2 separate regions of the Arachis hypogaea genome follow, and region 2 is linked to region 1. Evidence: chromatin contacts called from public Hi-C data. All regions are on one chromosome and are shown on one strand. Each heading gives the region's core, a stretch centred on a gene start, on an enhancer-like site or on the middle of the called end of the contact. The rest is flanking DNA. Distances are from core to core; before and after follow the strand shown. Region 1 overlaps LOC112765689 (a long non-coding RNA gene). Region 2 holds the start of LOC112764483.

Evidence for each region. Hi-C and Micro-C count contacts between places; a contact is called where the count stands out from the background.
Region 2: a Hi-C map of leaf shows a contact between it and region 1, with 2.5 times the contacts expected there. The contact joins the promoter of LOC112764483 here to the enhancer-like site in region 1. A contact is called at or near these places in 2 of 8 Hi-C or Micro-C datasets (both in leaf).

What each region holds. Positions count from the first base shown.
Region 1 is chr17:103,970,262-103,977,007 of arahy.Tifrunner.gnm2.J5K5, forward strand. It overlaps LOC112765689 (a long non-coding RNA gene), which reads right to left. Exons shown (of 2, transcript XR_003183873.3): 2 at 4,705-6,316. Among protein-coding and RNA genes, the nearest start is that of LOC112765689, 4.1 kb to the right of the region's middle. Within about 2 kb of position 3,725, at least 1 of the 3 cell types and tissues checked has open chromatin away from gene starts, as enhancers often do.
Region 2 is chr17:104,139,325-104,146,070 of arahy.Tifrunner.gnm2.J5K5, forward strand. It overlaps LOC112764483, which reads left to right and starts at 3,317. Exons shown (of 2, transcript XM_025810120.3): 1 at 3,317-4,362. The coding sequence starts at 3,835.

The DNA of each region.
Region 1 (6,746 bases), core at 2,475-4,974:
TTTATTATGTTCTCAGTAAATAACAACAGTCAACAAAGTACAATCCAACTCAGCAATTATAGAACATAGAATCCAATCACGAGCACATACAATCATAGAAAATAAAATTACAAACAAATATGCCCAAACAAGGATGATGCATGTCTAGTCCTATCGCAGGCCATGAGCTCATGTGTCAGTTGCCTACCCACTCCCGACATTACTCGGGCACGAGTTCTAGATATGGCTTTCCAGATGCATACAGTGTGCATATAAGTCTTATGGTTAGGGCGCATACAGTGTGACTTTTAAATGTATTTCAATATGCTTATATCTAGAAAACAGTTCTCAGTGTGTGGGTGTCTCTACTATACATTTGGCACTAAGGCCCAAACAAGGTCGCATCTGCTCTCCTGTGGCAGACCGTCTTTTAAAACTTTCTCTTTATCTTTGCCCTCTGCTCTCCTGTGGCAGAGATCCCTTTAATTAATACATTCTTTCATTCCTGCTTTCTGCTCTTCTGTGGCAGAGGTTCTTTAATATTCTTTTAATATTTGCTCTCTGCTCTCCTGTGACAGAAGTTCTTTAATATTTTTTTTTCCTTTTTTTTTCTTTCTTCTTTTCTTTCCTATCATTCCATAGTATAAATTATTTTCATATTATTCTCTCACCTCTCCCTAAGTGTTTTATGGAAAAGAATTATCAAGTCCTTTAATTAAGGCTGCATTCTCTAAAACTTTTAAGATTACTCTGCTTGCTCTTCTCATTAATATTACACATTATAATATTCTTACAAAATGATATCTTTGATAAATATTAATTATAATAATGATTTATTTTAATATAAACGAATAATTTTAAAGAAGTATTTAAAATAATATTTATAATCTTCTTTTAAAACTTAGTTTATAAAACCTTATTTTTAAATTGTTATTAATTACTTTCTAAATCACAGACTTTTTAATATTCTGTTTTTAACCTCAATATTTTATAAAATTATATTTGAAATCCTCACTTATTTTTATATTTATAAAAATAATCCTGAACTTCTATAAAATATCAACTTTTAGTCTCGTACTTTATTTATTACCCAAAATACCCGAAACCTTATATAATTACAAATTGTACCTCAATTTTTATATACAAATACAAAGTTATCCTTCAAAAATAAAATATAATTACTAATCTTTCTTTTATACCAAAACCGAAATCCTTAACCCTTTCCTTTCAAAATATTGTATTTTATTCCGTTTTCGAGTCTTTCAGTTACCAATTTTTCTCAGCTTTTAATTTAATCTTTCAACCACCAAATCTCATCAATTGTCTCAAAATACCACATCACAACAGTCCCAAAATCATTAAAACAACCACAGCTGAGTTGTTCTTCATAGCCAAACCAACAAATCACAAGTAACAATAATAATTCAACATAAACTCATTCAAACTCAAACAATAATCAACCAAATCAACATTCATTTATCAAATTCACATTTAATTATTATAAAGTTACTAAACCCTACCTCCGTATGAAATCAAAACAACAAAAATTCTGAAGAAATTTTTTGACTGAGTTGTTGAAAAAAAAAACGTCAGAAATCGTCTCTGCCTCTTTAAACTCCAATTGACTAAACTCAAGAGGGAGAGGAACTACGTTACCATCAACTTCTACCGGACAAAAATAATGCCAATACATAAAAAAAAAATACAAACATTTTTATCGGATTAAACTTTTTATTAAAATTACGGAACTCAAGAAATCAAACTTGGAAGATCAAAAGAGTCACGGTTTCCTCCCTCACCCATGGTCTCTCCTTCTTTCTTTTCCAAGTTCGGTGACAAAATAAAGAGAAGTGAAAATGAAATATAATGATTCATTGATTCTTGATTAAGTGGCGTTGATTTATTAAATGAGAAGACATGTGTCATAAGTATATATACATATATAAAGCATGCAAGCCATGTTTTCATAAACATTCTTCCTTTTGTTTCTTTGATGGCTTCGACCACTTTCTTTCTTTTTCATTTGTTCCATAATAATAATAATAATAATAATAATAATAATAATAATAATAATAATAAATTTAAACTTTAACTATTAAAATAATTTTTAATAAATAATTTAAAATAATAGAATAATTCATAATTAAATTAAATTTTATTAATCAAAAAATTTTATTTAATTATTTTTATTAAAAATAATTTTTTTAAATAACTAATTATTTAATTTTAAAAAATCTAAGATGATATAGCCTCAATTTTCTCCAAAATAAATTTAAAGTCTGATTATCATTATGAATATCTTGTCATTGAATTGGATATAATTATTATGAATATCTTGTCATGCTTTTTAGGTTGACCAATGCTCTTGCAGTATTCATAAATTATATGAATAGAATATGTAGACTATATTTGCATTAGTTTGTAGTAGTCTTTAAAGATGATATTCTTGTCTAGGTGCGCATGGGGCGGGTGAAACCGAGTTTGAGGTGACCCAGATCTGACCCGAAATATATACTGGGCCTATTTATTAGACTTGAACCCGACTCTAGACCCGATGAAATCTATACATTTTCGGACCACGATTATACCGGATAAAAACTGGGTCGTTTACATTGCATTACCTTGATACTTTCTTATAAGCTAGCATGTAAAAATATTCAAATTTTCAAAAATCCAACCATTATTTGACATGGTAAAATTCATTTAGAAAAATATAACAAGAACTAACTCTTCTCTAAAATTAAAGCATAACCATAATCAATACTAATATTATCTAATAACACCAAATATTTAAATCAATACAAATAACATAATATTATGCATTAGTCTAAAATCATATGCATTTTAAACATAAAATATTAACTTATAGTCTTATAATAACTAATAACACAAAATATTAAGGTTTACAATACTTAAATTCCACGTAAGAATAGCCATCATTCATTACTAATAACACAAAATATTAATTGTGTATAATGACCAGGCTACCAGGCCGAGTTCGGGTGACCCGAACCATGGTCCGGACCCGACCCGAAATAATAACCGAGTCTATTTTTGAGACCCTTACCCGACCCTAAACCCGGTGAAATCACACCAAATTAACCCCTAAAGTGTTCGGAACCGGGTCGGGTCTTCGAGCTGGGCCGGGCCATGCCATGCACACCCCTATTATCTGTTGTAAAACTGAAAAAGAACATGAACAACATCTTACAATTATGTTATAGATTCTAGAGGAGACACAATTGTATGCTAAGCTTGAAAAGAGTGAGTTTTGGTTGAATGAGGTCAAGTTCTTAGGTTATATGATTACCAAAAGTGGGGTAACAATTGATCCGAATAAAGTTGAAGCAGTGTTACATTGGAAAAAAGTCAAAAAACCAATGTTTATAACTGATATTAGGAGTTTTCTAGAGTTAGTAGGGTATTATAGGTGATTCATTAAAGGATTTCCTCAACTAGCTTTATCTTTGACTAGCTTTATCTTTGACTAGGTTGACTAGATAAAACTAACCTTTTTTATGAGGTGAAAGTCGTGGAGCTAGCTTTCAGGAGTTGAAACGTAGGCTTACATCCATTCCTATCTTAATAATTCCCAGTCCTCAGCAAAGTTCTGTAGTGTATTGTGATACGTCTAAGAAAGGTTTAAGATGTATCCTAATGCAACAAAAAAGGGTTGTAGCCTATGCTTTTCGGCATCTTAGATCCCATAAGGAAAACTATTTAACCCACGACCTAGAACTAGAAGTAATAGTGTTTGCATTAAGAATTTGGGGACATTTCTTGTATGGAGTAAAGTTTATGGTGTATAGAGACCATAAAAGTTTAAAATATTTATTTGATGAAAAGAAAATGAACACGAGTCAAAGAAGATGGAAAGAGTTTCTAAAAAATTATGATTTTGAACTTAAATATTATGTTGGAAAAGCTAATGCAGTAGCTAATGCTTTAAGTAGAAAATCTTTACACATGCCTTCAATGATAATAGAGGAGTATAAGTTATTGAAGGAATCTAGAAACCTAAAATTTTCGGTGTCATTATAACCTCATTGCTTATATGCTAGCAAAGTTAAAATTGAGTCTAATCTTAGGGAACAAGTGAGACTAACTCGAGAATAATCAATTTCCTTTCTCCCTCAAGATTAAGCTTTCAAGAAAAAATATTGATCATTTCAATATAGATGACAAGGATATTGTGTTGTATGAAGGGAGATTATGTGTACTTGACATGAAGAGTTAAAAAATTAGATTTTATCAGAAGCACACTACAGCAGGTTTACCATGCATCCTGGTGAAACCAAGATGTACCATGATCTAAAAGGTTCAGATAGAACACCAAAAGTTAGTAGGATTACTTCAGCCTCTAGAGATCCCAAAATGAAAGTGGAATAGTATATCCATGGACTTTGTTGTAAGATTACCTAAGACATCTTTTGGCTACGATGCTGTGCGAATAATAGTCGACAGGTTAACCAAATCTACCCACATTCTGCCAATAAGGATTAGTTGGCCACTGAAAATTCGCAAGTGAATATAGAAAAGGGGTAGAATCAAGGAATCACTTTTAATGCTAAAAATCAATTGCGCAAAAATCTGATTTCATGAGATAAAATATGTTTTTGTCTCGTGCTTAGTAGAACATAATATGAAGAGAGTAGAAGGAAACAAGAATAAGACCACGATATATCCTAGTTCGGTCACAAAGTGCAATGTGACCTATGTTCAGTCTTTACCACAACTATGATAAAATTTCACTATGATCAGATTGAACTACAACCGCTAATACTAAGAGAGTCACTTTTGTAAAAATTCCTAGGCAATCTCAAACTTAGTCACTCACCTAGATGCTAACCCAACCCATTTAAGGAGAATCAAGTGCAATCAATCCTAGTACACTTATCTCGAAATCAGACCTTCAAACAAAATTTAATTGGCTTTTGTATTCACACTTTTCTTTGCCTTTTGTATCACTTCAATGAAAGGCGTAACTCTAGACAAAGATAAAACAAGAACACATGTAAAAAAGGAATGATGATTGTGTGTTTCAAATCAGATGTAATTCTCAAGCCCGTCTGTTCTTTACATCCAATCACCTGAGCTTCCTTCATGTAGGAGAAATTTTTTTTTTGCTTTGACTAGCCGTTGCACACCTCAGGGCACCCAACCGAGGACAATCAGTGAGGAAGCCTTCCTTTTTGTGTTCTCTAAACTTATGGCAATAAATCAGATGTGCAGTACGTTAATAAGAAGGGAAAGGATATTTTCTTCATTGAATTGAAATGTGCAGCAGCTGTCCTAGTTTTTTTCTTTAAAAAGCATTTATAGCTCCTTTGATTTGCAATGTCTTTCCTATCTTGATATGAATCTCCTTGATTGATTCCTACAATATTTAATCATAAAGTTATTTATAATAGGAAATAATTAAGTATGTTTGTCATCAAAAGGTACAACTTAAATCTTGAATCAACAATCTCTCCCTTGATGACAAACATAATTAAACTTAAAAGAATATAGCGAGACTTCCTTGAAATTCATTGTGCTCCCCCTGTTTATGAGCACTTATCAATCAAGAGTAATAGTCCAAGGAACATGAACATCATACTAAACAGCAAGCATAGAGCTAATGCTAAATAAAGTAATCTAATACAGCATTCGGAGATAATTACCAAAAAAAAAATGTCAAGAAGAAGATAGAGAACATAGGCAACAGTATTAGCCAAAGAACATAACAAGCTAGAATTAACAATAACATAACCAAAGAACCAGCAAAAAACAACCAACAGTTTAACCTATACACTTTACTTTCTCCCCCTTTGTCATCAAGGGAGGAGACTAAAAAGAACCTGCAGCAGGAAGAAGTCTAAGAAAAAAATAAAAAAAGTGGTCGTAAGTCATTTTAGTTATCCAAAAGAACAGAAAATGAGATATAAAGAAACAAATCTCATAAAAGGTAAACAGTAGCAGCAACAGTGAAATATCCACTAGGCATCAGACTCAGATCCCCCATCTGAACCTCCTTCTTCCTCTTCTTCGACCTCCGAGAAGTAAGAAAAGTCGTTGAGCTCCTTAAAATACTACTCCACGACGCCGATACGTTGCTTTGACATTCGAATCTTCAACTCTAGATCAGCTTCAACTCGGCGTTGCATCTTAGTGCGTGTAAGCATCAAGTCTGTGAGGATAGACACCTCATGGAGCACATCCTTTACAATGCTAGAGAGAATTTTAATCTTGTTTCCCGGGGTCCTCTTTTTTCGATCTGTGGGTGAGTCTGGTACCTAGAAGTCTTTCGGAAGTTCAGTGGGTTGACCTCTTATGTTTCTTTTTACGCCACGACCTCCTTTCAAGAATGAATTATGGATTTTGATATTTTCAGCTAATAAATCAACATTATGAAATGCAAATATTTTTGAAAGAAATAGACCATAAGGTAAGCCAGCATTTTTCTCACTCTTCACACACTCATACATATGTCTCATCATGAGATATGCTAAGGAGATTAGAATCCCTTGATGAGTGCATACGTGACCAGAGTGTCACACAAGGTTATCCGATGTAAAAATTCACTTTGAGAAAGTATGAAATGTGTGGCAATGCGATGGAGTTGTGCATTAATGGGGCCAAGGGCTTGGTGTGTAGGAGTGAGGCCAAAGAAAAGAGAAACCTGGTTACATATAATGCGGACGGTAGTGCTGAGGCTAATGTTCAAATCAGAAACCCATTTTTCAAAAGTAAAAACGTTGATTCCAGAGTCTCAAGAACCCAGAGCT
Region 2 (6,746 bases), core at 2,067-4,566, 170 kb after region 1:
AACAATATCTAAAATACATTTACATTATTCATGTTATTGTAGTCTTCATTTATTTTATCCGTGAAGCACAAATATCTTATTAATTTAATTTTAAATTTAAAAACTATGTAGAATAACGTTTAGTAGTGTATATATGTTAACCTATTTAAATACTAATTTTGACAACAAATAGTTTCGCACTTAACAGCAGCACTTCTCTTATACAATGATATAATGTAATTTATAAATAATAATTATGTCTAAGTTAACACCTATTTGAAATTTTGGATATAAGAATAATGTTCACAAATCATAATGAAAGGTTTAATTTCTTAACCACCAACTTATAAAATTAAAGTCAATTAATTTGGTGTGAACTAAGATAATAGATATTATTATAAAAAGATATTAAAGAGGACTATCAAAATTTACTTTTTTAGTCATTATTTTTAGTTGTTAACTTAATTTTTATAATTTAATAATTTAATAATATATTTTAATTTATATTTTTAAATATTAATAACTAACTACTAATAAAACATAATAAATTCTGATAACTTCTAATTTTTTTTATTATTATAATGTATCTAAATCGGATAATATAATGCATGGTCTATTTCTTTTCCTCCACTATTTGTCGTGACTATACGTGTAGATTGACAATGATACTTTTAAATTGATCAAGTAGGAACAGATAGTAGAGAACTATAATTGTCATTATTTTTAAATATTTTTGTATGTCTAAAATAGTGTTACCTCAAAAAACAAATCCAGACTCCACGTCTCCAAGAATGACAAAAGCAATCAACAGTTAATCGACGTGCTAAAGAAATCCGTGGATGGTTTCAACTTTCATGTTTCAACAAAACTAATCTATTATTAATAGGTTACAAAAAACTGAAATATAATTGAGGTAACCGCGTTGTCAAAAGGGTATTTCTTTTTTTAGATCAAATTCATTTCAATCAAGGGAATTGGTAAAATAAAAAGGTAAAAGTCTAATTATCTTTGACTCAAAATAATCAAACATAAATGAGATAAAAAATAAATTTAATAATAATTCAGCTCCTATATATTTTATTACCTTACCAATTTACTCAAAAAAAAATTTACCGTTTGTCTTAACCTCAGAGTTTCACACATTACCATGTTAGAATATAACAGGCAAAATAACACATTATCATGAAGCATATCATTTAAGTAAAGTTCTACTAGCATCTTCCGGTGGGAAAAGCTGTCCAAATTAGGAGAGAAAAGGGGGGAAAAGAAAAAGAAAAAATAGAAATTAAGGAAGTATAGTCCTTTTCATTTACAATTTTTTTGCATCTATTTACCTCTTCCCTCTTAGTACACTAAGGTTACCTTTAAAATAGAGATAGAAATTGGGAAAAAAAATAAATTATGTCTTAATATTATATTTTATTTAAGATAAATATAAAAATTATAAAATAAATTTAAAATTTAAAAATTAAATGATAATAATTTTAAAAAAATATTAATTTTTTAAAAATATTTAAAAAATTAAAATTTTATAATTAAATTTTACTTTTAATCTTTAATTACTAACTTCAATATTAATATTCAGTTCCAATCCTCGGGTTTTTCCCCAATCTCAAAAAACAAACGCAGCCAAATATTCTACCCCACAATCAAGAGAGCATTGATTCTGTTTAAATGATCAAGTAGTTCTTCATAATCTGACTTTGATCATTATTGCACGTGGTTTTCTACCAACCGCTCCACATTTATAGATCCGATTGAAAAAATAAAATAAAATAAAAATAATGCTACATATAGCTGAACCAATGCTACATATAGTTATTTTAGATCAGTATTTAGGTATAATTTAGATAAATAATTTAATTAAATTCTTTTAAAAAATTAGTTTAAACAATAAATTGTTATATTAAAAATAATTTATAAATAAATTATTTTGTGTTTGAATTTTTAATTTTAAAAATGTTTATTTTAAAAAAAATATCATAAAAATTTTTTTATTATAATTTTTTTTAATTTTTCTATAAATTTTTAAATAATCTCTTAAAAAATCATAATTTAATTTTAAATTATACTAAATATTAATATTACTACTCTTTATAAGTAAAAAACTAAAAAATTACTTTTAAAACTTTTTAAACGAATTCTTAATCTATAACAATTTACATTTATAATTAAAAATTTATATATAAAAAATATATAATTTATATTTATTAAAATTTACACGTATAAATTAATAAAATTTATTTATTAAAGATAATTTGATATTTATATTCATTAATATTAATTAAAATTATTAAAAATGACTGATCTTCAAGATTTTTTAATAGTTGTAATTATAAATGAACATCAATTCAATCGTAACGGGTTGAGATTTATGCCGAATCAGATGTTAAAATAGAGCATGCAAAATTTATATAGTTTTTTTTTTTTTTTTAGTGATTGCTTGATTAACAAAATTCTAAAAATTGAATCAATTATTGAATCATTTTAGTTATTAATTTATTAATTTATTAATCTAATTGATTCAAGGGTGACTCAATGAGAATAACTGTTTTATAATAAAATAATAAATAAAATATAAATAAACATACTATTTGATTAAAGTGTTGATTATTGAATAGTTCATTGATGTGTTATTGTTGAGATGGATACATCTAAGTGGTGCCCACATACACCTCATTGCAGTTTATGTGTGGCATAATAACAAAAGCTTATCTCTCTTTTCCATTTCGAAAATCTATTAGGTGTTAAACTCATGCCTAATCTGATAACTCCACTTTTGCTTTGATTTCTAAATTCTAATTACTATTTGGGAGGGGAGACGACCTTAGCTTATAGGAGGCCAGAAAGTCTTAAACTATTCCCCAATGAAGAGGGTATGATGATCTCAGTTATTATTTGTTATTATTACTTCAAGAAAATTATTGAAATAATTCCGTAAACAAAAAGAAATTATCAAACAAAATCAATCATTAAGCATTTAATTGGATACGACTATAATAATTGGCACAATTTGAGAATAGACAATTTTTACAAATAACATTTTAGACTAATTTAATTTTTACGCGTTATTTGTGTATTATTATATTAATAAAAATAATAAATTTTTAATTTATTATGTAATAATAATTTAAACACATAGATATGATAGAATAACGGTATAATATAAAGCTCTTTACACACATTAAAATTGAACCCTATTTATAATATAGCTAATAATCTTTGTTAATATTGGGGTTTAATATAGAGATTTTTTCCCATCTAAAAATTTTGAAGGTCAACACTTTTAATAATTTTTATTAATATTTAGTCAATATAATATTAATAAATATAAATATAAATTATATATTTTATTTGTATAAATTATAAAATACAAATTTTTATAAATATAAATATAAATTATTACGGGTTGAATATTAATTTAAAATAATAATATTATTGCTATTTCTACAAAAACAATAAAAATGTCTGCGCAACTGGGAACAAGCTGCTGAACGACGATGACTAAATCAAAATTGAAAATTCAATTCCATTTTTCTTTCATTCTTCCTTTCTGATTCTAAGTCTGAGATGGTAGGTCATCAAAGCCAGCCAGCCAAATATGCGTGTGGTAACAGCCATGTTGATAAGTGTAAACATGCTCCTTCCATTTTCTCTCTAGCTTCCTTCTTTTCATTTCATCGCATCCATTGCACACCACGTGATGAACCGAGCAATTAACAGGGGAAGAAGAAGGAGAAGCGCATCATCATCACCAAAAAACCAAACTACCAGTAGTAGTAACCGTGATAACCGTACCTAAAACCAAATCAGTTAGTTAGAGAGAACCCATAACCGAAAAAGAAAGAGAAAAAGATGCTGCGGAGCCCGAGGAAAATTTCCATGCCCTTTACGAAACTGGGTTGGAATCTTGATTGGCGTTTCCTTGTGTTAATAATGGCACTACCCCTTTCTTTATTTTTCATGTTCGTTTCTTTTCCCAACCCAACCACTTTAACAAACTTTTCCGCCTTTTACCCGGTCCGCCACTTTATGAGTATCAGGTTCCCTTTGGGAACCACCACCACCGCCATAATGGACGACGATTCTCCTCCTTCGCCTTCGAAGGAGGAGTTGTTGCGATCAAGAATGGCGGTGTGTTTGGTTGGAGGTGCTAGAAGGTTCGAACTCACAGGACCGTCCATAATAGAGATGATTCTGAAGGAGTACCCGAATTCCGATCTGTTCTTGCATAGTCCGTTGGATTCAGACACGTACAAGTTCTCGCTGTTGAATTCCGCGCCTAAAATCGCCGCCGTTAGAATCTTCCAGCCTCGGCCATTGCCCGAGAACGATTCCTACGTCCGAGTCCTCTCCTCCATGAACTCGCCTAACGGTGTCCAGGTTTCATGCCTATTCTTTTTCTCTCATTTTTTCTTTTCAATAATAATAATAATAATAATAATGATAATAATAATAATAATTCAGCAGCTTCGTAATTTTGGAGTATTAGTATTATATTTCTGAATTAATATACTACAATAATACGTACACTTCTTCCATGTATGCGTTTGATTATCCTTTCTTTTGATTTAGCACTTTTCTTTAGGGAGAGTTTTTTTTGGTTTTCCACCTCAGTGGATTTTCTTTTTTGCAGTGTCGATTGAATTCTTTTCTTTCCAGATACCCTTTCTCATCATCACCTAACCAAATAGAAAAATGCAAATTTCTTATTTTTATTATTAAAATTTGTTTTGTTTGAAAAATTAATTCATTCTTTTCTTCTTCCTATCATCTTCCAAAGTCTATTACTACGGATGCTAAAAAGCAGCTTTCGACTTCAATCGTCATTCTTGAGGGGGACAGAATATTTTTCAATAATAGAGAGAAGAGAAAAATATTACGGAAAGTGGTGGTAGGAAAGTTTGGAATCACTATTATTATTTTGATAAACCACTTTTAATAGGAATTTAATTTCTATCCATTGTTAGCCAATAATAGTCAATGCAAATCTCTTCTAAAGCTAATATCTAATTAAGTACATGAAAATTAAACTTTTTATTAGACCATCTCGAGTAGAGAACTCATCCCAATTTCTGTTTATGACCCACCTGTCATAAAAAGTAACTCCACATCAGCTTTTACGTCATAAACAATAAATATGAACTCAAAGCATCTTTCTCTTCTCCATTAGGAAGAACTAACTTTAGTCTTTATTGTGGTCCTACTTAATTAATTAATTAAAATACTTAAAATTAATATAATTAATTTTTTCAATAATATTATTTAAATTTATAAATTTAAAAATAATTCATTATTAAAAGATATTAATATTAAATAAATTCATATATAATAATAATAATACACAATATATAATTCGAGATTATACTAATTTATAGTTTTGTGTTTACAACTGCTAATTTTAATAATATCATTAGCATTTTAAATTTTAAAAATAAAAATAACCAACTCAACTAAACATTATTTTATAAGGTATAAAAATTAAATTTATTTTTTAATGTAAGTAAATTTAATTAATTATAATTTAATATAATAATATAAATAATATTCAATATTAATTATAATATAAATAATTAATATAAATTATTAATTAAATAAAAACTTAATTATTTAATCTAATTAATTATTTAATATAATTTTTATTATAATTATTACTAATTTAATTATTATTTAATTATTTAATTATTTTAGATTTTATATTATTATTTTTTTATAATAACTTGCCATTTAGCAAGTTATTATTGGTTAATTTGAGTCCCCGCTTAGAGGGACTCCTTTACCTTGATCCTTGTACGGGAATTCACTCCTTCTCTCCTCCAATGGTTAGAGTTCCTATATGTCAGAAAAAAATCAAAAGAAGAACTCATCATTGGAGGTGCTCTTAAACTCTCTATTTATCCAATTAAGTACGTGAAAGGCGGCTAACAATATTTTATAAATGGAATGGTATTTTTTTTTTTTTTTGTCTAAATTGGATGGCATATGGCAAACCGTCCCGGGTGTTAACAAATTTCTTTTTAGTTAGGAAAAAAATGCACTCCTTATTTAACATTACTTCACTTTTATTTTAATTTTGTTTTCCTTAATCGCTGTAGTCAATATTTGTATTAATATGACCATGATATAAAATTGGTAATATATCTATATATATAAACCTTTTCCCTTTGACTAATAAATACAAATTAATTCTTTCAAATGATCTCTTACCTAAATAATATACTATTTAAGTATTCATTTTTCTCTCTCATATTGGTTACAACTTTTTTAGATAGATATTTTCTTTAATTTCTCTTCCATTTTTGTTTTCTAATTCTGTCTAGATTAGATTATTCTTCACATTTTCTGTTGAATAATTTGTTCCAGCATTATTTTGTTGAGTTTGCCCGGCAGTGAAATTTGCCTCTCATTTAATTTACTTGGTCTCTTGAAGTTACAATAAGCCATAAAATGAACGTTCATCTATTCCAAAAAAAAAAAAGGGAAAAAAAATAAAAAGAACGTTCCTTGTAGTGCTTATTAGGTCATCACCAAACAACCATAGCTTGTTTCCACTTGCAATTCAACAATTCTACGTCTAAAGTCCCAACGAATTAAAAGATTTTTATTTCATAACGTCATCAATAATGGCTCCTAGTGTCTTAGCCTGCGTTAACCTCCTCCGTGATCGAATAGCAGATATTCTTTTTATTCTTTCTTATTTTGTGGGAAGCGGTCCATTTCAAACGTTGCAGTACTATTTTATTTTATTCGTTACACAAACATAACTC